Regions from separate parts of the Gossypium hirsutum genome. Here region 2 is linked to region 1. The links are chromatin contacts, called in public Hi-C maps. All regions are on one chromosome and are shown on one strand. Each heading gives the region's core, a stretch centred on a gene start, on an enhancer-like site or on the middle of the called end of the contact. The rest is flanking DNA. Distances are from core to core; before and after follow the strand shown. Region 1 holds the start of LOC107914547. Region 2 holds the start of LOC107914553 (U-box domain-containing protein 16).

What was found. A called contact is a pair of places that touch in the nucleus more often than the background predicts.
Region 2: a contact with region 1 is called in a Hi-C map of leaf, with 1.8 times the contacts expected there. The contact joins the promoter of LOC107914553 here to the promoter of LOC107914547 in region 1. A contact is called at or near these places in 2 of 34 Hi-C or Micro-C datasets (both in leaf).

The regions. Positions count from the first base shown.
Region 1 is chrD10:19,537,139-19,541,916 of Gossypium_hirsutum_v2.1, reverse strand. It overlaps LOC107914547, which reads left to right and starts at 1,912. Exons shown (of 9, transcript XM_016843487.2): 1 at 1,912-2,173; 2 at 2,262-2,324; 3 at 2,434-2,489; 4 at 2,928-3,021; 5 at 3,140-3,200; 6 at 3,546-3,627; 7 at 4,660-4,715. The coding sequence starts at 2,063.
Region 2 is chrD10:19,721,161-19,725,938 of Gossypium_hirsutum_v2.1, reverse strand. LOC107914553 (U-box domain-containing protein 16) reads left to right here and starts at 2,029. Exons shown (of 1, transcript XM_016843494.2): 1 at 2,029-4,368. The coding sequence starts at 2,192. The coding sequence ends at 4,234.

The DNA of each region.
Region 1 (4,778 bases), core at 663-3,162:
TCTTTTATGTTATTTTAATTTTTTTTCCATTTATTTTCTTAGCCACATTGATCTGTCTCATTCTTATAGGTATGGCTGCCCGATTCCTTGCAGTCATTGCGAGCCATTTTCCCTCTTCGGTTGGATATTTCCCTTCCTTCAACCCGACCATTATTCGGTATGCTTGCTTGTACATACTGAGCACTGCATTGTCATCTGTGTTATCCTTGTGAATACTAGCTATTACAATCAGTCTTCGGACAATGAGAGCCACATCCTGGTAGTTTGGAGAGGGGGAAGAAAGAAAGCCTGAGAGGCACTCGCTGAGGGCAAAGGTTGCTACTTCAGCCTTGAACCTTGGACCTTGCGAGGCATTCAGGCAAATTTGGAATAGATATTGAGGACTGCAAGTCTTTGTGCCAGCAAAGTTCTTCAGGGCATGATGTTTGGACTCTAAATTATTCAGTCTTCCATGCATATCATAGGCATTGAGCACGTCTATAAAATGGATATCACCTTCAATGTTCCCCACTGATAGTGAAGTAAGTATCTGCATGCATGCATCCAATTGAAGAATTATATGGAAAAAAAGCTTCAAGAGAAGAAATATTAGAAATACGGTTGCTGCTGCTCAAGCATTTGCAACCTGAAAAAATAGAGGGAGAAGCAGAAAAGAATGAAAAAAAAGAGTTAAAAGAACATAAAAGAAAAAAAAATTAAATTGCTCAAAACAAAAGAAATAGAACCAATTGTATAATTTAACCTAAAATTTTTGTTTGAAATAATGATTTAATGTGCCATGTCAGCTTGCCGTTACACCGTTAATGACAATTAACAGCTCAGTGACTAAAATGTTATAGCACGTTAACGTAAGTGATTAAAACGTAACATTTCAAATATAAGTGACTAAAATGTAACCTGAAGTAAACAAACGTAACTATTTTGATAGCTTACCCATTTTATAATGATTTATTCATAAGAAAAAAGTAATAGAAGTTGCAAGGATTGTATAAGTCAAGTAGGATTTCCTATTACAATATATTGTTATTTAACTTATATATAATACATTTATTGCAAACAATTTCAATTTCGTAAACATCTTATAATTTCATCTAAAACTTTTCTATTGTCTTAAATGAATTGTTAACATAAGATATGTTTTTTTCCCAGATTGGATTTTATGTATCTATATATACTTACTTATATTAAGTTTTTTATTGAGTTAGTATCGTTGTGAAATTATTAAATTACTCTTTCATATACAAATTAAGATACATTTTTACAAGAATGTTTTTATTTTTTTATATATAACAAATAAATAAAAAATCGAGCTCAATACAACATGCATAATAAATATTTAATTTTACTATTATAGTCAAAATATGAATTGATTTTATATAAATTTTTAATAAATATATTTGATACATAATATTTTACACATATAATGAGTATATCATAAAATCTAGTAATGATTTAAAACTCATCTTGGTTTTTTCGTAGATAATTCATTAAAATAAAATTGGAAAAACTTAATTTATAAATTAAATAATATAAAATTTTTCCTTGGATAGATATAAGCTGACAATTAATTTCGTCAGAAAATTACACCTTTAACATTATGATGTTATGTTAATAACTATTTTGTAAATATTTAGAAAAACGTAGGATGATGGATATGCAAATATAGAAACTAGTTTTGAAAGGTGATTTTATATTGCTTATAAAACAAACTTTCATGTAATGTTTAAAAAAGATATTCATATAAAAAGCTAAAGGCATGAATTATTGACAACATTTGTTACTTTTTTAAATTATAAATTTTTGGTCAGTTTTTCACTTTCTAAATCATTTTATTTATAAAAAAAATTACCACATATTTTATTATGCATGAACATTATTTTTGGACCGAAACGAGGAAAGGATAACTGCTGGCCCGTATTCCGTAACAGGCTCAGGCCCCTGGCCTGGGTGGACTCGATCGAAGCAAAAGTTAGAAATGAATAAAAAAAGGAACAAGTGTTGAGTAATTCGGAATTCTCTTGGCGGAGAGAAGAAACGCGGCTGACGAGAACATTGCAGAATAATGGCGTCGCTGTGTCTTTTAGTTTTGCTGTTACTTTGTCTTCCTTTTATTTCCGTTGCTTACAGGCCAGGGGACATCGTTCCTATGAGCAAGATGGGTCAATACCACTCCGTCAGTTGTCTTTTCTTTTCCTTTTTTCTTTTTTTAAAGTTTTTAATCTAATTTTGAAGTTAAGATCTCTGAATTTGATTAATTTCAGTCTAGAACTGTTTGGCATGACGTGATCGGGAAACATTGCCCAATTTTTGCTGTTAATCGGGAGGTATTCTTCTTCTTCTTCTTCTTCTTCTTCTTCTTCTTCTTCTTCTTCAACCTTCCCCATTTTCTGTTTCTTTTTTGAAAATTTTATTTATGTATAAATTAATTTGCAGGTGTTAATTCCTATAGCAAAGCCGACTGGTTACACGGGAGCTGATCCCTATAAAATGTAAGAATTTACTCAAATTTATGATTTTCTTAATTCAACCTCTTTTTTTTTTTGTTTGGCATTAGTTGCAAATTCTAGGGTTCCGATAGCTAAACGAAGAGAAAATTGAAACCATCGAATTCAATTCCTCAGATTCATGAATGAAATGTTTTCGAGCCCAAAAATGTATTTTCATTCAGCTTTTTTCGAGTAAGCGTTTTTCATACTCCGAATAATGAGTCTGAGATTCAGACCTGAGCTTTAACTTCTGGGCTCATTTTTTGGTATATTCTTATCCTTTGCTTTCCACTCCTAATTTTTTCTCATAAACTAAGGCCAACAGTTTTTCTTAGCAACTATCTTTTGCTTCTGCATAAAATGTTTTTGTAGTTCATAAGTTCAATATTTTTAGAAATTATTATAGTAATCCGTGTTTTACAATGTTTGACTCACGTCTAGATCATTCCAAGTTGGGAAGGAGAAGTTTCTTGTTCCTTGGCTTTTTCTTATAAATCGTAAAAGTTCTGAAGTTCCAATGATTGACATGCATTTGGTAAGATATTTTTGTAGCTTTTACCCCTTTGCTTTTGGAAATCGTAACTTCTTGACTGATACATGTCTAGTTATTTTGCTTGATTTGACTGAGTTCTTGTGGTTTTTGTGTCGTTCAGAGGTACTCAGGTGGTGATTTGCATGGTGTCACTGCTAAAATTGTAGATATGCCTCATCACTGTATGTAATCTTATCTATATGTTTCAGTGTGGTACTAGTTTGCTAACAAATAGAGAAACATGTAAGAGTGTATTAGGAAATTATAATAGTCTACGATGCTTGCAGCGAAGTTGTGGTCAAAATTGTTTTTGGATCAGGAGAGATGTGAGAGTTATTGCTTTTGTAAATTGATTCACAGCTTTGTTGTGTTGTGCATCATTTGTGCATCTGTGAAATTGTATGCAGAGATTTCTTCATATTCATTATTTTCAGAGTAGCATATCCAGTACTTCAAAGAGATCATAACTATTCATTTATTTATTTTCCGGTGGGTGACTGGGAACTGATTACGTTTGTCTTCTACAGATGTTGAAATTCATCCAAATATTCGTAAACAATTCTGGGATCCTCAACATTGGCCAAAACATGTGCTTGTCAGATACACCTGGTCAGTTTGTTTGTTGTTGAAATCTCTCTTCCACATGCACATTGTTTGTCTAGTTCTGAATTTAGTCTGCCTTCAAGTTTTCAGAAGCGTAGGAGAATATACTTTGAAACCTATATTATCATTTAAAGCAAAGGAGACTAGGGCGAGCAAAACTCGATTCAATTTAAAAAAAAATTCAAATTTCGAGTTAATCAAATCGAGTTATTCGATTTTTTCTAGTTAACTTGAATAAGTAATTCATGTCTTAAGTTCGAGTCGAGTTGAATTATACAATTCGCATAACACAAAAAATTCGAATAACTCAAATAATAGATTGGTTTGAATACCCCTTTGGTCCTATCAATTTTGAAAATTAGTAAATTGGTCCCTCTTTACAAAAATTACAAAAAACAAATTCAAAATAATTTTTAAAAATTCAAAATATTTATAAAAATTCTAAAATTGATATATTTTAAAAAATTATAAAAATTTTAAAAAAATTCTAAATATGTAAAGAAAGTAAAAAATTTAAAAAATTTCTAAATAATAATTTTGGAACCTAAAGAAGTTAATTAATGATTCAAGTTTAGTTTTCAAATATATATGGTTTTAAATTTATATGCTTTAATATGGTAGTTACATTGTAGCAAGATTTTAATTTGACTTGTTTAATTTTTTTAACTAGAACAATTTCACTTAATTTAATTCGACTCGATTTGAATTTCATTTCCCTCAACTTGATTCGAAAAAATTTCAAAAAGTTAGGATGATAAAATACGTCTCGTCAACTCGATTAATTCGAAATTTTTGCACTCGATTCGATCAAACGCTCACCCCTTAAGGAGATTGTATCCGTGCTGTATCTTAAGTGCTTAATAATACCTAGCTTTTAACCTCTGAAAACTTGAGAATTTTGATTGACTCAACTGGAACTTTTAAACGCAGGAACCAATAGTTTTTTTAACTTTAATTATACTTATTTGTAATATAAATGCACGTATGCTTCCATCATTTGTTACAAATTGTGATATGGTTGTGATGGTCATATGACAGGGAGGAACAATTAGAGATAGATGTGACATCTGGATTTTACGTTCTGTTTGGGTCAGGTAAAAAGTCAACACTATATATGTCGGTGGATCTATTTATTATGATCTGCACTACTTGCACAT
Region 2 (4,778 bases), core at 780-3,279, 180 kb before region 1:
TTTTAATTTTGGAAAAAGGTGGATATATGATGAGGATTTGGAACAAGTCCACAACTAACTTTACCAACCGTTTCTCACAATATGCATCTCGCTTAGGTTTTGTATATTAATTTACATTGTACTAAAAATAACTATTAAAACGAAAACGAAATTAAAACGCTAAAAACAATATTATTGAAAGAGATAATTATAAATTTGAGACTATTTTCTCGTCTTTTATCTCTTAATTTATAATCTAATTTATTAACGCTATTAAAATTTTATATACGAAGGTATATCAAAAGTGTGATGTGGCATACCTGCCGGTAACACTTATCTTTCTTCCATATTAGTAATATAATAACAACTTTAATCCATTCAATTTAATACGTCAAAATTGAAATGAATTTGTGAAAATAATGAGCTGAAAAATCAGAAAAGGGAGCCAGCTGGCAATATTGTAAAAGGCAGGTTGATTATAATACTTATTCTCTGACCTGGTAAACGGCCTTCCCAAACCAAAACATTTATCTTTTCATACACTAAAACCATGCAACACGACAATTAAAATGTTCTGCTTCCAATATATATCTAATAAGAAAATAATTTAAATTAATATCATCTTAAATATTAATAAAGCAGTTTCATATTATTAAATTTTAATATATATATAACTAATATTATACATGCATTTAATTTATATATGATATTTTCTCTTTACTTAATTTAATTTTAATTAAATTATATAAAAATATTTAAAATTGAGAAAAAAGTCATAAGAAAAATTTTTAAAAACTTGAAATAAATAATTAAAAATTAAAAGAAAATAGAGAAAATATGAACCCAAAAATTAAAAATATGATATAATAATAATAAAAATTTAGTAGAAAATTGAAAAATTATAGTGACCACTAATTGTATTTTCAAATTTTGTTATTTGATTAAAAATTTTTTTAAAAAATGAAATAGAAACAATTTAAAATGAAAAAAAAATCGACTGCCTAAAAACTAATAATTTTTTTTAAAAATTGCTTGCATAAAAATAAAAAATAATTAATTTTTAAAAAAATTAAAAATTGTAAAAAGAAGAAAATATGTTTTTTTATCACTTAAATAATTAATTAGTTTAAGTATTTTAATTAAAGTTAAATTAAGGTGTTGTTTGATAAACTGAAAAAATTAAATGTTGAAAAATAGATTTAAATTATAAAATTTGTTTGATACATTATTTAAAATTGATTATTGTTTGGTAAATATAGATTTTAAATTATAAAAAATTATATTATGCATTTTATCTTTAATTTTTAAGCATTTCACCTTGTTCTAAATAAAAATTAAATTTTAGAACTTAAAGTTTTTATAAGATAACATAACAATAAAATAAAATAAAATAAAATTGAAATAATTGAAAATATTCTCCATTAAGTTATAAGTAACTCTTATCTATTTATTATTTTCTACACTTTTTTGTAGAAAAATATTTATCATATTGCTTTAATTTTGGATTATCAAACATGCGTAAAAATTAATTAATTTTAACAAAACCTAAATTGGAGAAGACATTATATATAGATATGCGTATGATAATATTTTGTTATATTGATGCCGCAATATTTTAATGATGTCTAAAATTATGTTTTTTTTAAGATGATTCTAATATAACTTATTCAATAAATAATTATTTAAATGAGGTAGTTTCACCAATAAGAATTTTATCAATTTTATATAGATGTGATAAATTTTAGTTAACGTGGCATGAAAAGGGAAGAGGGTTGTTTTGAAAGAAAAAAAAAAGGGAGAATTATTTGTTATTTTTTTTGTAATATGAATTTTAATATATAGATTTAAATTTCAGTGAAAATAAAAATGCATATATTAGGTATAAATTAGTTTAAAATATGTATATCCTCACACATTTCAAACATTCATATTCTCTATTATTATTTTTTAACAAAAATTAAAGTAATTGATTAAACTTAATTAAATTAATCATAGAGTTTATGATAAGTATAAAAATAGATTATTATCATTTTTTTTAAAAGGTGGGGCTGAAATGCAACGGGCCAACTTGTTCTATCTGTAATCAACTACTGCTATACCTTCTTCTTCAATTCAAAGCCAAAAAAAAAAAAAGCTACCAAATTTCTCATTCCATTAGCTTAGATATCTGTGTTGCAGAAATTCTTTGGTAAGAGTTATTAATTTGTGTTTCATGGCCGTTTCTCCTCGGGTTTTCCCGCCAAGAAAGCGCTGGCCGTCGACGGGCTCCTCCATATCTCCGAAATTTGCAGACTTGAACCTGGTAAAATCTCTTCTTTCTTTGTCTCAAGAAATCTCCGCCCTCAAACCTATTCAATGTCTCCTAATACAAAAGTCCCTTTCCACCATAAACAAGTCGAAGCTTCTCGCTATCGTATTCGAGGAGCTTCTTCGCAACCCAGTTTCCACCTCCTTCTCTCCTTCGATCCTCCTCTGCTTCGAAGAAATGTACATAGTTTTCCAGAGAATAAAGACTTTAATGGAAGATTGTTGCAGCGGAAGCAAGATGTGGCTGCTCATGCGAATCCAACCATTGGCCAACAGTTTCCACGAGCTCACCCTCGAATTGTCCACTCTCCTCGATATCTTCCCCGTCAATGAATTGGATTTGAGTCAAGACGTGGAGGAGCTCTTCGTTTTGGTAAGAAAACACTGCTTCCAATCTAAACCATCGGTAGATCCCAGAGACGATTCTCTCAGGCGAGATGTTCTAGCTTTGCTTCATCAGATTAAGAAAGAGATCGTCCCTCATCACTTAAAGCTTAAACAGATTCTGGATAATTTAGGGTTACGCGACCAATCAAGTTGTAGAGAAGAAATCGAGTGTCTCCAAGATGAAATCCAGAACCAAATCGATGAAAAGTCCAAATTAGATATTGCTTCTTTGATTGGTCTCCTTCGTTATGCTAAATGTGTTCTATTTGGATCTTCAACGACGCAACTGGAACCAGACCATAGCCGGCGGAATTCATTGTCGGAGATTGCTGTTCCGGCGGACTTTCGGTGCCCGATAAGCTTAGAGTTAATGCGGGACCCAGTTGTCGTGGCCTCTGGACAGACGTACGATCGCGAATCGATTAATCAGTGGATTGAATCTGGACACAACACGTGTCCAAAGACTGGTCAGACCCTGGCCCACACCAATCTCATCCCTAACCGCGCTTTGAGGAATCTTATAGCCATGTGGTGCCGCCAACAGAGAGTCCCGTTTGAAACCGTGGGAAGTAACGAGAAAGTTAGCGGCGTAAAAGCCACCAAAGCCGCCTTTGAAGCTACGAAAATGACGGTGTACTTTTTGGTCAACAAACTTTCGGTTTCTCCATCCATGGAGGCAGCTAATGCCGTCACTTATGAGCTTCGAGCCCTGGCTAAAACTGACTCCGACAGCCGAGCCTGCATCGCTGAAGCTGGCGCAATTCCGATCCTTGTCAGATGTTTAGGTTCGGGTGTAGGCTCCGAACACCCAAACCTTCAAGTCAATGCCCTTACAACGATTCTTAACCTTTCCATCCTAGAAGCAAACAAAACGAGGATAATGGAAACCGACGGAGCTTTAAACGGTGTTATCGATGTATTACGTTTTGGTGCCACATGGGAAGCCAAAGGAAATGCGGCGGCTACAATATTCAGCTTATCCGGTGTTCACACCTACAGGAAAAGGCTGGGGAGGAAGACACGTGTCATAAAAGGATTGATGGATTTGGCAAAAGACGGGCCCACTAATTCTAAAAGGGATGCACTCGTGACTATTTTGAATTTGGCGGGAGATAGGGAGACCGTTGGGAGGCTAGTGGAAGGAGGAGTTATAGAGACGGTGATCGGAGTCATTAACGTGCTACCAGAAGAGGCCGTGACGATACTCGAGGCGGTGGTGAAGAGAGGCGGACTGGTGGCGATTGCAGAGGCTTACAATTCAATTAAGAAACTGGGTGTTATTTTGAGGGAAGGATCGGATACTGCGAGAGAAAGCGCAGCAGCTAGTTTAGTCACTATATGTAGAAAAGGGGGATTGGAGGTTGTGGCGGAGCTGGCAGCGGTTCCATCGATCGAAAGGATTATATGGGAAGTGATGGGGACGGGAACAATGAGAGCTCGACGGAAGGCTGCGGTGCTGTTGAGGATTCTTCGGAGATGGAGTGCTGGGTTGGATACGAATGATGTTGTGGATAGTTCAGTCATGAGCGTGGGTGCATTAACAACAATGTTGCCAGCATAATTGGAAACCAGTCGTTTCATTTTCTTAAAATTTTACCCCTTCTGTATTGCCGCTAAATCTCACAAATCAAAAATCATTCTTTCATACTCTATAAACTTACTTTCAAAAGAACCAGGATCTATTCATTGCTTTTATTCCAGCCAATCAACTGTCCCGTTTTAACAATATTCAAACATTCCTACACTCAATTCCTTCTATTAAGCTTTTGTATGCTGGTTTTTTTGGGCTAAAATGTCACCAAATATAATTAAAAAATCAATCATGTCTTTATTCAAAACTGCACCTAATTGTTACCTCCAATTAAGTCTCTTAAATTCATTTTTTCATTGACTGTTAACTACTTACGTGGCGACTTGACAAGCTGATATAGACCTTATTTAATTTTTTTTATTATTTTACGAAGGCTTAATTGATTATTTAAGTAGGAAATTGTTAAAATTTTAAAAATATATATTAAAAGTATCAATAGTTATACAAATTATTAAAAATTATAGAAAATTTTTAAATGTTATAAATTTTTTAAGAAAAATATAGAATTTTAAAA